Linked DNA regions of Mus musculus: region 2 is linked to region 1. The links are chromatin contacts, called in public HiChIP or PLAC-seq maps. All regions are on one chromosome and are shown on one strand. The core of a region is the stretch at or near the end of the contact, and the rest is flanking DNA. Distances in the headings are between cores, read along the strand shown. Region 1 holds the start of Muc1 (mucin 1, transmembrane). Region 2 overlaps Dcst2 (DC-STAMP domain containing 2).

Region 1 (6,936 bases), core at 2,021-4,520:
TAGAAGAGCAGATTGAGACCTAGAGTTTGCAGGCCTCTCTGGTTTGATTTTTCCCTCCAAGTGTCCCCAGTTGGTGCCAGTGCCTGGGGAAGGGAAGGGAAGGGAAGGGGTCTGCTTAGAAGCGGGGCTTCCTGTGGCCAGCAGCCTTGAAGCTGAAGCGCAGGGCTGAGCTGGTTCCTCTTTAAGGTACCTAGAGCAGTGGGGCGCCAGGGCAGAGGATAAATGAGGGGTGGTGGACTAGAGCCTGGGAAGCGGGTGACTTCACCCCCAGCCTTTTGTGCTCATTGCCATAGCAACCCAATCCTTGCTAGGAATGTGCTGGTGCTTTGAGATGCAAAAGGGGCTGGACAAAGAGCTAGGGGCCCGAGGCCTGAGAAAAAGCACCTCTCCTCCCCTTCCAGCCTTCCCTCCCTTCCCTCAGGACTAGAGAGCCCCAGGGGAGGGGTGCAGGAGACCCCAGGACAGTGGCACAGTGCTCACTGGCACCTTAGCACCAATGATACCTCTGTTCCCAACAGGGTGAAGCTCTATGAGGGTCCCCAGCTAGTGGCGGATTCTGGGGTGATTATTGACACGTCCATGCGAGGGGGGCGTCTCGGCGTATTCTGCTTCTCCCAAGAAAACATCATTTGGTCCAATCTCCAGTACCGATGCAATGGTGAGCCTCTAGACTGCGGTCAACTTGACCTGTGCCCTGGGAAAACCATGTCCTCTGACCCTGACTTATTTTCCCTCTTCAGACACAGTGCCTGAGGACTTTGAGCCATTCCGGAGGCAGCTGCTCCAGGGAAGAGTGTGAGGAGGTGGCCACGGGACCCAGATCCTGATCGGAGACCTTTGGCCATTGAACTCTGTTCTGGAGACCCTGGGGTCTAACCTACAGCCCCTCAGCCTAACGGATGGCTCTCTGGCACCCACCAGGGAGCTCAGCCCCAGAGGGGTGGCGACCCCATTGTGCAGGGGTTGGGAGACTTTCAAGGGGTATTATTACTCAGGTTCTAACCCCAGGAAAGACAACAGCACATTGCCATAAAGTTTCAGTTATTTTCTAAGTCAGTGCAATTGTTTATTTTAGGCCTTTTCCGGCCCAGAAAGGAACCTGAGGGGGAAAGGCTGGTAGTTGCAAGTTAGAGAGCTAGGGAAAGTTAGACTAAGTTGAGGTGTGGGTGGGAAAAGGACCAAATGAAGGATGAGGTTGGAGGGTGGCTAAGGTCCTTCCAGCCCCGCTTACTTACCGTGGTAGCGGCGACACTTCAGTCTAAGCTCGGTAGAGATCGAAAGCCCGGTGGCCGGGGCTGCCCCACTCTGGGTGAGGGGGCGCCGGGGGGGCCGAGGGGGCCGGAGGCCGGGACGAGTGCAATATTGGCAGGGGAAAGAACAACACTGCACCACGTCCCGTCCCTCCCGCCCACCCGGGGCTCTGGAATCCCGCTCCCTAACCACCTGGGCCGCTGGAACCCAGGGACTGGAGTGCTCTGGGGAGTATAGGTCACCTTAGAGGTGCGCCAGAGCCTGAACACCCGAAGAGTGAAAGGTGGCGAAAGGGAAAGGGTGAGGAGAGGAGGGGAGCCTCTGGTGCCCCGAAGGCCACTTTCCAACGCTAAAGCAGTGCGCGCGCTTGCTCTTTAAATACTCAGACTGAGAGGCGCAGAGCCATCGCCATGGTGACGGGTGTCCCAGCAACCGAATTGAATGGCTGTTGCCTGGCAATCCTGGGAGTTGGGGTTTGGTGCCGCCCACCTAAATACTTGTGGGCGAACTGACGTAGGGCGGCTCCACTCCGCCCGGAGCAGGCCTGACAAAGCCTCTCAGAGGCGGGACACACGGCGGGAGCGTGGGACCCACGCCTCCGTTCCTGCACCTCCGAAATGTTTTTAAAGTATTAGTTTCCGTCTTGTATTCGTTGGGACTAAGAACTGTTTGCCTACTACAGTTGTAACTGCTCCTGCTGGTTTACTCCGCAACCTCCGCTTGCGGGATCCGGCCTGGCATCCTCAGTCCGCGCTACTGTGAACCCAAAGCCCTCCCCAAATTCAACTGTTTCTGCCCTTCAGAACACCTTTCGTTTCTCCCTAAACACACACACAAACACACGGGTTTGCCTTGTTTCGAGTGCTTGTTCGCCCCAAATATTCCTTTCCCAGATACATCTCAACGTTCTCATGTTCCACGATCGGCCCACCTACTTAATCTCTTCCTCCTCAATATCTAGCTACCTAGACATAACCCGTCCTACACCCCACCCCCCACCATTCAATGTCATCACACAACTTGATGCCCCCCCTTCCAGATACCTTGGGGCTCCAACCACTTTTACCCTACCCGCAAACACCATCCCCAGAAGTCTAGTAGCCCAATTAATGACCCTTGCTTCTCCCCTACAGTGTGCATTCTTTCCTATCTGTCCGAGGCATTGATTCTTTTCGCCAAGGCACAATTAACTTCCTTAAGTTAATCTGTCTCAACTTGGGCTGTGCTGCCAAACTATCGGCTGGTGCGAGTACGCCGCGCGACGCTCGCGGTGACCACTAGAGGGCAGGCGTTTCCGGATAGAAGGGCCGGTCAACCTGCCACTCAAGGTGGAGGGTTGGGTAGGAAGGACCTTAGGCTTCAGTGGAGCCCAAGTTTAGTCCTTTTTAAGTGGAAATTTCCCCCACCGCCTTTCTCGGGAGAAAGCCAAAGAGAGACCCAGGCTACTGGAAAGTCTGGCAGGGGCGGGGATTGTGGTTTTCAGAGTACCGGGAACGGCTAGAAGGGCGGGGCTGTTCCGGGAAGTGGCGGGGGGGGGGGGGGTTCGGGGAGGGAGACTAAAACTAGCGACCTGTCCACTATTATCCAGCCCCCTTATGTCCTCTCAACTTGTGAGAAGTGGTGTTCAAGGACCCGCAGAGAGAATAGGAAAAGGGATCGGGGGACCTAGGGATGGACTTCCCATGTCTTGCTGTCCAGGGCCTTTCTGTGTTTCCTTTCCTCTTCTTGGCGGTCACTCTGGGACTAAAACCAGAGCCAGGGGGCCCCAGGTTTCCTCCACATACACACCTGGGGTAGTCAAGGAGCGGTTGGTAAAAGTGGGAGGCCAGATGGAGAAAAAACAGGTTGTCATAAGGTTGAGTGATTGGAGCCCAAGTACCCTACACAGGAATGACTGGGGGGGAGGAGGAGGAAAAGAATAGGGGAGGGGGCGGAGTTTTGTTACCTGTCACCTGCTCTGACTGTGCCTAGGGCGGGAGGGGGACTGGTATAAAGCAGCAGGCACCAGCCCTGTTCCACCTCACACACGGAGCGCCAGCCTTGAGTTTGTTTTCTAGCCCCTTCCCGCCTGTTCACCACCACCATGACCCCGGGCATTCGGGCTCCTTTCTTCCTGCTGCTACTTCTAGCAAGTCTAAAAGGTGAGAGGCGCAAGGTGGGGAGGGGCTGCGCTGTTCAGGTGGGACTCCCAGTCTTTCTGTGGAGTTTGCTTACTGGTAGATTATGAGAGTCATAAATGGCCATCCATACAGGTATGGCCCAGTATGTGCCAGGGGGGAAAAGAGGCTAAGGAAGGAGGCTGAGAAGAGGTGACCCCTCAGGAGAGTGGGCACTATAGTAGGCAAATAATACTCTTTGTGGGGAGTAGAGAAGAGAGGCTGTGTCAGGAGAAGTAGCTCCGGAGTGGAAGAATGGGGCCGTGTGCAGTGGTTCCAGTCTATAGTTCCCACACCCTGGACGCTCAGGTTCACAGAGAGTTCAAGGCCAGCTTAGGCTACAGTATGAATACTTGTCTCAAGTAGAGGAATAAATGAGCCAGAAGCAGAGGTGAGACCTCTGCTTAGGGAGGGAGGCTGTCAGGATGAAGGCAAACCAGGGGCTACCTGATGCTAACATGATCCCCCTTCCTTCCCCGGTTACTTTGTTTTCAGAGTTTATATTTTTCTTCTTGCTCTGATTTTTATTCATCAACCCAGTAGGTTTTTTTTTTGTTGTTGTTGTTGTTTTGTTTTTTTTTTCTTCAACTTTGGCTCTAGCCGGAACTAAAACATCACACATGTTATCCAAAGCGACCCAGTGTCCAACTCTGTTGATTAGTGCTGCGCTGCTGTGAGCATAAAAACAGTTTACCCCTAATCTTCCACTCTGGTTCAGGTTTTCTTGCCCTTCCAAGTGAGGAAAACAGTGTCACCTCATCTCAGGACACCAGCAGTTCCTTAGCATCGACTACCACTCCAGTCCACAGCAGCAACTCAGACCCAGCCACCAGACCTCCAGGGGACTCCACCAGCTCTCCAGTCCAGAGTAGCACCTCTTCTCCAGCCACCAGAGCTCCTGAAGACTCTACCAGTACTGCAGTCCTCAGTGGCACCTCCTCCCCAGCCACCACAGCTCCAGTGAACTCCGCCAGCTCTCCAGTAGCCCATGGTGACACCTCTTCCCCAGCCACTAGCCTTTCAAAAGACTCCAACAGCTCTCCAGTAGTCCACAGTGGCACCTCTTCAGCTCCGGCCACCACAGCTCCAGTGGATTCCACCAGCTCTCCAGTAGTCCACGGTGGTACCTCGTCCCCAGCCACCAGCCCTCCAGGGGACTCCACCAGCTCTCCAGACCATAGTAGCACCTCTTCTCCAGCCACCAGAGCTCCCGAAGACTCTACCAGTACTGCAGTCCTCAGTGGCACCTCCTCCCCAGCCACCACAGCTCCAGTGGACTCCACCAGCTCTCCAGTAGCCCATGATGACACCTCTTCCCCAGCCACTAGCCTTTCAGAAGACTCCGCCAGCTCTCCAGTAGCCCACGGTGGCACCTCTTCTCCAGCCACCAGCCCTCTAAGGGACTCCACCAGTTCTCCAGTCCACAGTAGTGCCTCCATCCAAAACATCAAGACTACATCAGACTTAGCTAGCACTCCAGACCACAATGGCACCTCAGTCACAACTACCAGCTCTGCACTGGGCTCAGCCACCAGTCCAGACCACAGTGGTACCTCAACTACAACTAACAGCTCTGAATCAGTCTTGGCCACCACTCCAGTTTACAGTAGCATGCCATTCTCTACTACCAAAGTGACGTCAGGCTCAGCTATCATTCCAGACCACAATGGCTCCTCGGTGCTACCTACCAGTTCTGTGTTGGGCTCAGCTACCAGTCTAGTCTATAATACCTCTGCAATAGCTACAACTCCAGTCAGCAATGGCACTCAGCCTTCAGTGCCAAGTCAATACCCTGTTTCTCCTACCATGGCCACCACCTCCAGCCACAGCACTATTGCCAGCAGCTCTTACTATAGCACAGTACCATTTTCTACCTTCTCCAGTAACAGTTCACCCCAGTTGTCTGTTGGGGTCTCCTTCTTCTTCTTGTCTTTTTACATTCAAAACCACCCATTTAATTCTTCTCTGGAAGACCCCAGCTCCAACTACTACCAAGAACTGAAGAGGAACATTTCTGGATTGGTGGGTATCAGCCTAGCCTCTGCCATGTGTCCCCTGACGTAGCTCTTCAGGACTGCATGGCTTTCACATCACTCCTGAGTCTTCTCCTCTTCTCCCAGTTTCTGCAGATTTTTAACGGAGATTTTCTGGGGATCTCTAGCATCAAGTTCAGGTACAGTTCTGGATTTGACTTGGGGGAGGAATGGTCAGTCTCGTGACTTTGTGGTGTCGGGATGGGGGTGGGGTGGGGAGAGGAGTGCTGAGCTATAAGCTCAGTCTATCTGAGCTCCCTATTTCCTGTGACCAGGTCAGGCTCCGTGGTGGTAGAATCGACTGTGGTTTTCCGGGAGGGTACTTTTAGTGCCTCTGACGTGAAGTCACAGCTTATACAGCATAAGAAGGAGGCAGATGACTATAATCTGACTATTTCAGAAGTCAAAGGTGAGGTGATAGCCCCAGCTGCAGCCTGGCACCATACTATGGGGCTTTACCACCTGTTTACTTCTGGCGCCAGGAGTGGGAAATCCACCTCCCTTGGGGACTTCCCTGACCACCGCTTTCCCTTCTAGTGAATGAGATGCAGTTCCCTCCCTCTGCCCAGTCCCGGCCGGGGGTACCAGGCTGGGGCATTGCCCTGCTGGTGCTGGTCTGTATTTTGGTTGCTTTGGCTATCGTCTATTTCCTTGCCCTGGTAAGTCTCAAGCCTTCTGCGGCGCGGTGTGCCCTTGGTAAATGGAACCCCACTGGCCAATCCAATCTCCTGTCTCCCTAGGCAGTGTGCCAGTGCCGCCGAAAGAGCTATGGGCAGCTGGACATCTTTCCAACCCAGGACACCTACCATCCTATGAGTGAATACCCTACCTACCACACTCACGGACGCTACGTGCCCCCTGGCAGTACCAAGCGTAGCCCCTATGAGGAGGTAAAGTGTATCCCGAAGAAGCTTGGGCCATCGACCTGGGCAGGGTGGGGCCTTCTGAAGGGGAACTTGGGAAAAACCCAAGGAAGCCCAGATAGGTGAGCAGTTGGAGCCTGGCAAGGTTGGGAATGGAGGTCGAGTTCTGGGGGCGGGGGGAGGGGGTCAGACCTTGGGAGATGACAGAAAAAAGTGTCTGCACTACCAGTCTTCCCCAAAAAGCCTCGCCGTCTACCTGTACCATTCTGTACTCATTAGGATGCCCAGAGGTGAGGCTAGGAGATCCTGTGCCCCTGGGAGCCCCGCCCACTGCATTTCCCGCTGACCTCCTAGGGGTCTGGGAGTAGATACATGGGGCTGGGGTAGGGTGGGAGGGCTCTGATGGAAGAGAAGTTTCCTCTTGCTAGATGAGTGTGCTGAGGGAGTTTTAGGAAAGCAAGGGTACCTCTCTCTTCCCTCCCTCAGGCCTTTCCCTGTTGAGTCTCGTAAATAATTACTGTGGCCACCTGAGACCGAAAGGCCAGTGGGTGGGGAAGGAGACAAGCACGTCCTTTTCTCGCCCCACTTTCCTCCTCCTCCAGATACACACACACACACACAAACACACACACA
Region 2 (7,588 bases), core at 545-3,044, 150 kb after region 1:
AACTGGCCCTGGGAGGCTGAGGGACTTCCAGGTAGAGTTAAGGGGCAGGTGATAGTGAAGCCTTTGTTCTTAGTCAGAGGAGGTTTTTTTTTTTTTTTTTGCCTTTGGTGACAGGGCCTCAATATTGTAGGCCAGGTTGGTTTGAAATGTATAGTGACTGTCCTCTCTCAGCTTTTGGAAGGCTGATCCCATTGTTTTCCTCTTGTAAATATGGTAGCCACGAGTTTGAGAGTTGAAGTCTTTTTCTGGGTCGGTAGGAGAGAAGAACGGATGAGTAATTTCGGGAACAGAGACAATCGCCTTTGAGCAGTCGGGGCAATTTGCTGATACCCTGGCTGGGTTGGAGAGAGGTATTCCAGTTGCCAGGTCCTCAGAGCACTAGGTGGTAGTGCACGCCTTTAATCCCAGCACTTGGGAGGCAGAGGCAGGCGGATCTGTGAGTTTGAGACCAGTCTGGTCTACAGGGACAGGGCTACACAGAGAAACCCCGTCTCAACAAAACAGAGACAGAGTTATAAAAACAAAGAAGAGAGGAAAGGAAGAACTGGGATGGATGCCAGAAGGGCGGCAGTTAGGGCCCGAGCTGGGACGGTGGCAGAGGTTACCCACCAGTGACTTTGAGTTTACTGGTCCTTCCTCTCCTCCCAGGAACCAGGACAGAAAGCAGTGACTTCAGAGGAAGCGTCCACAGCATCTCCCAGAAGCTCATCTGGCTTTGTGGGCCTCCCCTTTCTCCCAGAACCCCAGGCACCACTTCGGAAATCCCTGTCCCCAAACAAGACCCCTCCCCAGCCTCAGACCCTCCCGACCCCTCCCACTGCCGCCCCCCTCCCCCAATAAAGGAACCAAAAGTGGACACAAATATGAATCTTAAATTATTATTATTTCTTCCTGTCACTTACACCCGAGGCAGGGGCAGGGGTAGATGAAGGGAATGGGGGAGGGGAATGCGTTCCCCCACTAAGGCACTGAGTGGGGAAGCCACAAGGAGAGAGAGTGGAGGCCACTGTCTCCACTCTCTGGGACTAAGCCCCAGGTTTCTCCAGCCCTGGGCTCCCCTATCACCTGAAATGCTAAGATGAGGCCCAGGGTACCTGACCTCCCTCCTAATATATTACATCATCACTTTTTAAATAGATACAGGGACTGGTCCCGCCACCCCTCCCTGTGTGGCCCTTCCCCACTGTTGGGGGTACCTGGGCAGCTGTGCAAATGGGCATGGAGGTGCATGGGGAGAGGAGAGCACCGGGCCCCTGAACCTGCCCCTTTCCAGGAGGGGGAAGGGCCACTAGGCCAAAGGGGTAAATAGTGCAAGGCAGAGCCCAGGCCGCAATGGGGGTCCAGCACCCAGCGAGGAAGGGGTGGGGTGAAGACTCTTCCCCACCCCAGGAAAACTGATAGTTAAAAATGTGAAATTGGATTTCAACAAGACCATCAGAAGAGGCTATGTACAGAACGGGGGTGGACTCAGTCCTAAGAGTGCCAGGCAAGGTCTGAGGAAAGGTTCCCTTACCTCTGGGTCTGCTCCGCAGCTCACTTTTCCCAGGGGCAAGTGAGTTGCCTTGCCTAGCCACCATGTTGGCAAGGGGGCACCCGTTCACAGGCCTAGATGGCTGGGTGTGACCCTAGCTCATGAAAAGTGGTCGCTGGGGGGTGGGGTTGGGGGGTAGCGCTCGCCCTTACAGGGCATGGCCACCAGATGGCGCTAGCTTGTCCGCTCCCTACAAGGCTACCTCAACCCCTCACCCCATCCCACACCCAGCGCCCGCCAGCCCGGGGGCGGCGTGAGTCAGGGGCAGCAAGCAGCAGAGGCGGCTCCCGCTTGCACCTGGGCGGGGAGGTAGGGAGGAGAAGAGGGTAAGACGCCCGGCCCGCCCTGCCCTCTGGCCCCAGGGAGGGAGCGCCAGGAACAAGACATTCCCTGCCCCGGGACGCGGGAGGGAAGAGGTGGAGAGCTCCCTTAGCTGGGCGGAGACCTTCTGCTACCCCCAGGGGCGGGCGAGCCAATCAGGCCACCCTGCCCTCCTCTTCTCCAGGACCCCATGACTCAGCGTTGGAACTGGGTGGAGGGGGACTGGGATGGCTCCGTCCTTACAGGCCCAGTCCCCACCGCCGCCACCCCAGTCTTTCAAGCCTCTACCTTGTTTCCCCCCTCTTACCCTTCCTTTGCCACCCCCCTTTGCATAATTTACGGCCAGGAAAAAGGAACAGAAACCAGGAAGGAGGGGTCTCGGAAGGGAGGGGCAGTCCACCCCTTCACAGCCAAAACCCAGGGGGCATGGGAGTAGAGCAAGGATTTGGTCCTAAGCCCCAGCCTCCTAGAAACCCGCATAGCCGAAGTGGGACCCCACAAATCAGAGATAGATTATTGCTTCAATTCCCCAGTAGTGGCTGGGGACAGGGACCCACCTTTATTGTGTGTGTATATATATGTGTGTGTGTGCAGAGAGTGTGTGTAACACACACACGCGCGTGCACACACACACACATATATATATACACACACAGACAGACAAACAGACATATATTTCATGTTTAACTCCTTGGGTGATCACCCCAATCTAGAGAGCTTGTGCCCCAAAACCTCAGCTTGTAATTGGAATGAAGGCTCTGGGGGGAAGAGGCGTTCGATTCTGATACCAACAAGGTTCAGCACCCCCGACCCCGATACCACTTGTTTTATGTGCTCCCCGTTGCTTGGCGTGGTGTCCCAGGCTGTTCCAGCCTGCCCATTCATCCCTCTTTTAAGAGGACTCCATGGCACCTTCGGCCTGTGGTGTGGTGGGTGTCCCTTCCTCTTCCTCCTCCTCAGGGGGCCCTTGTGTAGTGACTGGGGGTCCCGTGGTGGCCGACTGCTCCCAGAATCGAGCCAGAGAGAGGTGGAAGGTGTCCAGGTGGCCATTGGAAAGGTCGAGGCCAGCAGGGGATGAGGTGGTGGTCGAGGGCGGTGGGTAGTGAGGGGCTGCCACGTCATCCTTGCGGCGCCTTCGGGTGCGCACCTCCAGGCAGTTCTGACCCTTGAGATGGCGCTGCAGGTGGTCCTCCTTGGCGAAGGCCTTGTGGCACAGGTGGCACTCATAGGGCCGGTCCCCGGTGTGCAGGTGCATGTGGTTCTTGAGGTCGTAGCTATGCAGGAAGCGGGCTGGGCAGTGGGGGCACGAGTAGGGGCGTTCTCCTGTGTGCTTCCGCATGTGGATCTTCAGCTTGTCATTCCTAGTACGAGCAGGGGAAAGGGCAGACACTCAGGATTCAGGATAGGATCCCCAGGGCATTTTAGCCACGCCCCCGGGCCTTGACCCACCCTTGTTCCTCACTGCGGTTTCCCCATTGCTGCCCCAGGAGACCCTTTTTGATTAGCCCTTAGCTCAATGGGCCCTGGCACTATGAGCTCCTCTGCTTCCAGTTCAATCTTCTTGGGAACTAGCCCACTCCCGAGCATGCCCTTGTTTGCCTCTTTTGGCCTCCCACCTCATTCTAGGAACCCACCAGAGAGCTGGCCCCCACACCAATCATTGTACAGCCACCCTCAGCCCATTCTGGGCTGTCCCCACCTGGTGCTCACCTGGTGAAGCGGACGCCGCAGACCTCACAGGCAAAGGGCTTCTCACCAGTGTGGGTCCTCATGTGCCGAGGCAGTTTGCCTGCCCCGTGGATTATCTTGTGACAGACTGGGCACTCTTGGGGCATCTGTGAACGGCGTTTACGCACCAGCTTGTCTTGGCCATCCAGGCCTGGTGTCAGGGCGTCCTGGTGCAGCGAACTTAGGTAAGCCATCAGGTCGGGGTCGATGGGATCTTCATCTGAGCCCAGCTCCTCTGGTGATAGCGAGGGCTCATTACTCTGGGCTAGCCCGTAGCCTGGGGGGTATGCCATCTCCTCCTCTTCTTCCTCACCTTCAAAGACTTCATAGTTCAGGGGCCCCTCGGCAGGTGAGGCGGCACCTGTAGGAGGACTATAGCTATCTCCGAGCCCACTGCCCCCACTGTTACCCAATCTACCAACCATCTCTTCTTCTTCGTAGGTCAAGGGATGGGTGAGTACTGTGGGTGCCTCAGGGACCAGATGGTTTGCTCGGGCCCCTTTGGTTTGAAGAAAAGCTTTCCGGGGTTTGCGGCTGCGACGGGCAACAGGTCGAGGTGGCGGTGGCGGCGGCGGTAGGAGGGGCACCTGTGGAGGGCTGTCTTCACCGTTGGGCATTCCTGAGGTTGAGGCTGTGGTGGTGGCAGTGGCAAAAGCCTCCAGGTACTGTCGGGCTCGCTCACAGTCATCCTCATCGGGGCTGGGGGCTTCCAGCCCACTGCCTTGTAGAATCTCCATGCAAGCAGCGATGACACACGGGATTTCCAGTAGCCGAGCAGCTTGGAGTACAGCCGGCATATTGGCGCTGCTGGTGGTCAGTGTGGCTGTGTAAGCAAACTCGAGCAGGGCACCTAGGGCCTCTGGCCCTACAAAGTCCAGCTCACACACACCGGCCCCTGCTCCCCCAGAAGCCGTCCCACCACCCCCTGTTCCCATCACGGTTCCCCCTCCTCCCTCCGTAAAGAGCTTCTTGAAGTAGTGGCTACAGGCAGCCAGCACAGCCCTGTGGGTGCGGTACTCAAGACCCTGCGTCCTGATGGTGAGGTCGCACAGATGGCCCAGCTGGCGCTGCTCGTTCAGGCAGCTCAGGAGCTCGCTGCTGTGGTCTGGGAATGGGATTCCAATCAGGTCATCCTCGGGGCTCCCCATCTTCTCCTGCAGGGTCAAGTAGAGGGTGAGGTTAAGAGAGATGGCACTGACTGCTCTTCCAGAGGCCCTGAGTTCAATTCCCAGCAACCACATGGTGGCTCACAACCATCTGTAATGGGGTCTGGTGCCCTCTTCTGGTGTGTCTGACGAGACCAATGGTGATGTACTCATATATGTAAATTAAATAAATCTTTAAAAGAGCGCGAGTGCTTATTCTGGCCCATACCCTCCCAAACCACCTTTCATGTCATGCACAAGGGAACTGCGGTTCAGACAGACGAAGCAACTGGCTTTCCGGGTGCAGTGCCAAGTGAATAGGGTCACTCGGAGTCAGCAGATCCAGACCACCTTCCTGGTTCTCACATGGCTCTACCCTGCTTCTGCAGGCCCCCCCTTCCTGTGATCCTAGGCAGACTTGCATTTCATTGTTCCCATCCCCTGATCCCTTTAGAAGATGCTCTGGTCTGGGAGGCTAGGTACTGGAGTCCTGGTTTAGGCTTCAAGAAAAACTGACTAAAAGACCCGTGTTTGTCATCAGAAAAATGTGTAGTGGAGCCTCCCCATAGCTCTGGGAGAGGCCAGGCCTGGCTGGGTTCTGTCACAAGCATAGTACACCCAACAAACAAAAGAAGCCACCCTCTTCCCCCCATGCCCCTCCCCAAGCTACATTCCCCAGCCACCAAAAGTTCATCTTTCCTTCAAGATCCCCGCTCCCCACATCCTCCCTCCCGCATGGGCCAAGGAACAGCTACCCTATGCTGGGGTGTCACTGGGCAGGTACTTCCTGTACCCTCACAGATAAGCATCACTGTCAAAAAGCTAAGTCCCACCCCTCCTCTCCCCTCCCCACTTAAACTATTCTCTCCCTTCCTCCCTCCCTCCCCCCCTCTCTATCTCTCTCCCCTCTCATCCCAGGAGAGCATGCCTTTCCTCTCCAGAGGTCATTGGCCCACCTTCGTCATAGGGGGTAGGAAAGGATTGTGGAGTGGCCTAGTTGAATGACCTTGAACAAGTCATTATAGTGAGGGGGTAAAAGCAGTCAGGTACGGCCCAGTGCCTAACACACAGCAGGAGCTCAGTCCCTGGTGTGGCCTATACTTTCCTGTTACACAAGAAGGGGTTGGGAACACCAGGCATAGTGGTGCACGCCTTAAATCCCAGCACTTGGGAGGCAGAGGCAGGCGGGTCTCTACAAGTACAAGGTCAGTCTGGTCTACATAGTTAAGTTCCAGCACAGCCAGGGCTATGTCAGGAGACCCTGTCTCAAACAAACAAAAACCAGAAACAACCAACAAACTAACCAACCAATCAAAAACCCAAACAGAAAACACAACACAAAAACCAACCCGGGGCTGGGAAGCACAGCTACAACGGCTCGCTCGGCAGGCAGGTCAGTCCTGATACTTTGTTAGTCTAGAGCTACTAGAGACTGCAACAGCTCTGGGCTCTGGAGTCAGCCAGGCCTGAGTTTGAATTCTTAGCTCTGTGATCTTAAGCAAGTGATTTTTATCTCGGAGCCTCTTTCCTCATCTGCAATACTGGATAATTCCAGCTGACCCCAGGGGTTGTGGCGAGGGGTAAATCAGGCCAGGTGTGGCAAAATGCCTAACACACACAGTAGGGGCTCAGTCAGTAGTCTGGCCTCAGGACAGATTCCAGCGCACACATGGCCTCGGCTGAGAAAAAAAAAGACCAGGAGACAGCCCTGCCTCTTCCGTCCCTGAATGTACCCTGAGGGAGCCAGGTTACTAGGGAGCTACTTGACCTTGGACAAGTCACTTCCTTTCAGAGGCCTATTCCTCCTGGACTGTAATGTGAAAGGCTAGTCCAGACAATCCTTCCGTCAGTTTGGTTGATCAACCCTGGCCACCTATGGGAAAGAGTTTTGGGGGGGCGGGGGTGTAAGTCAGGGGCTACTTATTTCCTCTTTAGGATACAACACTGCCACGGTTGCCTGCCTGCTGGCCACCTTCACTCCAAAGCCAGAGCGCTTACATGAGAGCCCTGAGTGAATGGTATCCACTTGTCTGGAAGCTACACCTGGGCAGCCTTAGGTATCTCACCTGTTCCCACTCTAAGTTCCCAAACCACTTCCCACCCTTGGGGACCAAGCAGTCTGGGAGTCCTCTCCACTCCCAGTACTTTACTATGATAAAAGAGGCTAATGGCCCCAGGACTTAAGAACAAATAAAAATCAGGTGGGCAGCAGTGGGCACCCTCCAGGGTCCAAGTGCATGTTCCTCTTAAGGGGCACAAGTGGGGCACTCCTTGCTACCCATTGGCTGGGAGCTGGGTACCCGGAGGCACGTGGCTCACCCTATCCTTCACCCTCCTTCCCTACCTACTCCACCCATTCCCGTTGGTAAACCTGCCTCCTTTCTCCCACCCCAGGGCTGATCTCTGTGGCAACTTGGTATGGCAGGTGTACTGTACCGATTGGCTGATCTTGCTGTCAGGTCACAGGCTCAGAGTAGTTCACCACCAACTCACATAGGGCTTGGGCAAGGGTGGGTGTTTTAACTCCTTAGGCTCAAATCCAATACCTATGGCCACAATGTATCGAGGAAGGACTAGATAGGCAGATGGCATACAGGGCAGGAGAGGCTGTTCTGGGAAATCCCCTAGCCCTGGCACCCATACCAACTGAGGTGCCACCTGGAACTATGCTACTGCCAACCAGGCCAAGGGGGCACTCCTAGCCCTATCATATGGGAGGAGTTGGTGGTGTGGAGGCCTCCCCTTCTTTCTTCCAGGGTGGGGCACTGGTGCCAGTATGCCCACCCCACCTTGGGCACCCTTCCCACATCTATATCCCAGAGGGCCCAGTCCCCTGACGCCCCATGTAGGCTGCCCATCCCCA

What was found. HiChIP or PLAC-seq counts read pairs in DNA pulled down with a chosen protein or histone mark.
Region 2: an HNF4G HiChIP or PLAC-seq map of pancreatic cancer cells shows a contact between it and region 1. The contact joins the enhancer-like site here to the promoter of Muc1 in region 1. A contact is called at or near these places in 3 of 39 promoter capture datasets (liver and macrophages), 2 of 484 Hi-C or Micro-C datasets (both in embryonic stem cells), 5 of 115 datasets of contacts at active chromatin or transcription factors (embryonic stem cells and pancreatic cancer cells) and 3 of 9 other capture datasets (adipose tissue, liver and pancreatic islet).

Annotation. Positions count from the first base shown.
Region 1 is chr3:89,225,786-89,232,721 of GRCm38.p6, forward strand. It overlaps Muc1 (mucin 1, transmembrane), which reads left to right and starts at 3,271. Exons shown (of 7, transcript NM_013605.2): 1 at 3,271-3,392; 2 at 4,126-5,429; 3 at 5,528-5,580; 4 at 5,716-5,849; 5 at 5,978-6,099; 6 at 6,181-6,330. The coding sequence starts at 3,335. Thbs3 (thrombospondin 3) reads left to right here. Exons shown (of 23, transcript NM_013691.3): 22 at 519-658; 23 at 741-1,056. The coding sequence ends at 799. Mir92b (microRNA 92b) reads right to left here and starts at 1,413; the gene lies at 1,331-1,413. LOC115489723 (a long non-coding RNA gene) reads right to left here and starts at 1,324. Exons shown (of 2, transcript XR_003954661.1): 1 at 1,236-1,324; 2 at 1-694.
Region 2 is chr3:89,376,782-89,384,369 of GRCm38.p6, forward strand. Dcst2 (DC-STAMP domain containing 2) reads left to right here. Exons shown (of 15, transcript NM_001370853.1): 15 at 649-862. The coding sequence ends at 670. It overlaps Zbtb7b (zinc finger and BTB domain containing 7B), which reads right to left. Exons shown (of 3, transcript NM_009565.5): 2 at 3,563-4,734; 3 at 863-3,213. The coding sequence starts at 4,728. The coding sequence ends at 2,745. Among named protein-coding and RNA genes, the nearest start is that of Gm15417, 11 kb to the right of the region's middle. Within about 2 kb of position 1,795, at least 281 of the 459 cell types and tissues checked have an H3K27ac peak or open chromatin away from gene starts, as enhancers often do. A contact at or near this core is called in adipose tissue, embryonic stem cells, liver and 1 more, where this site is marked.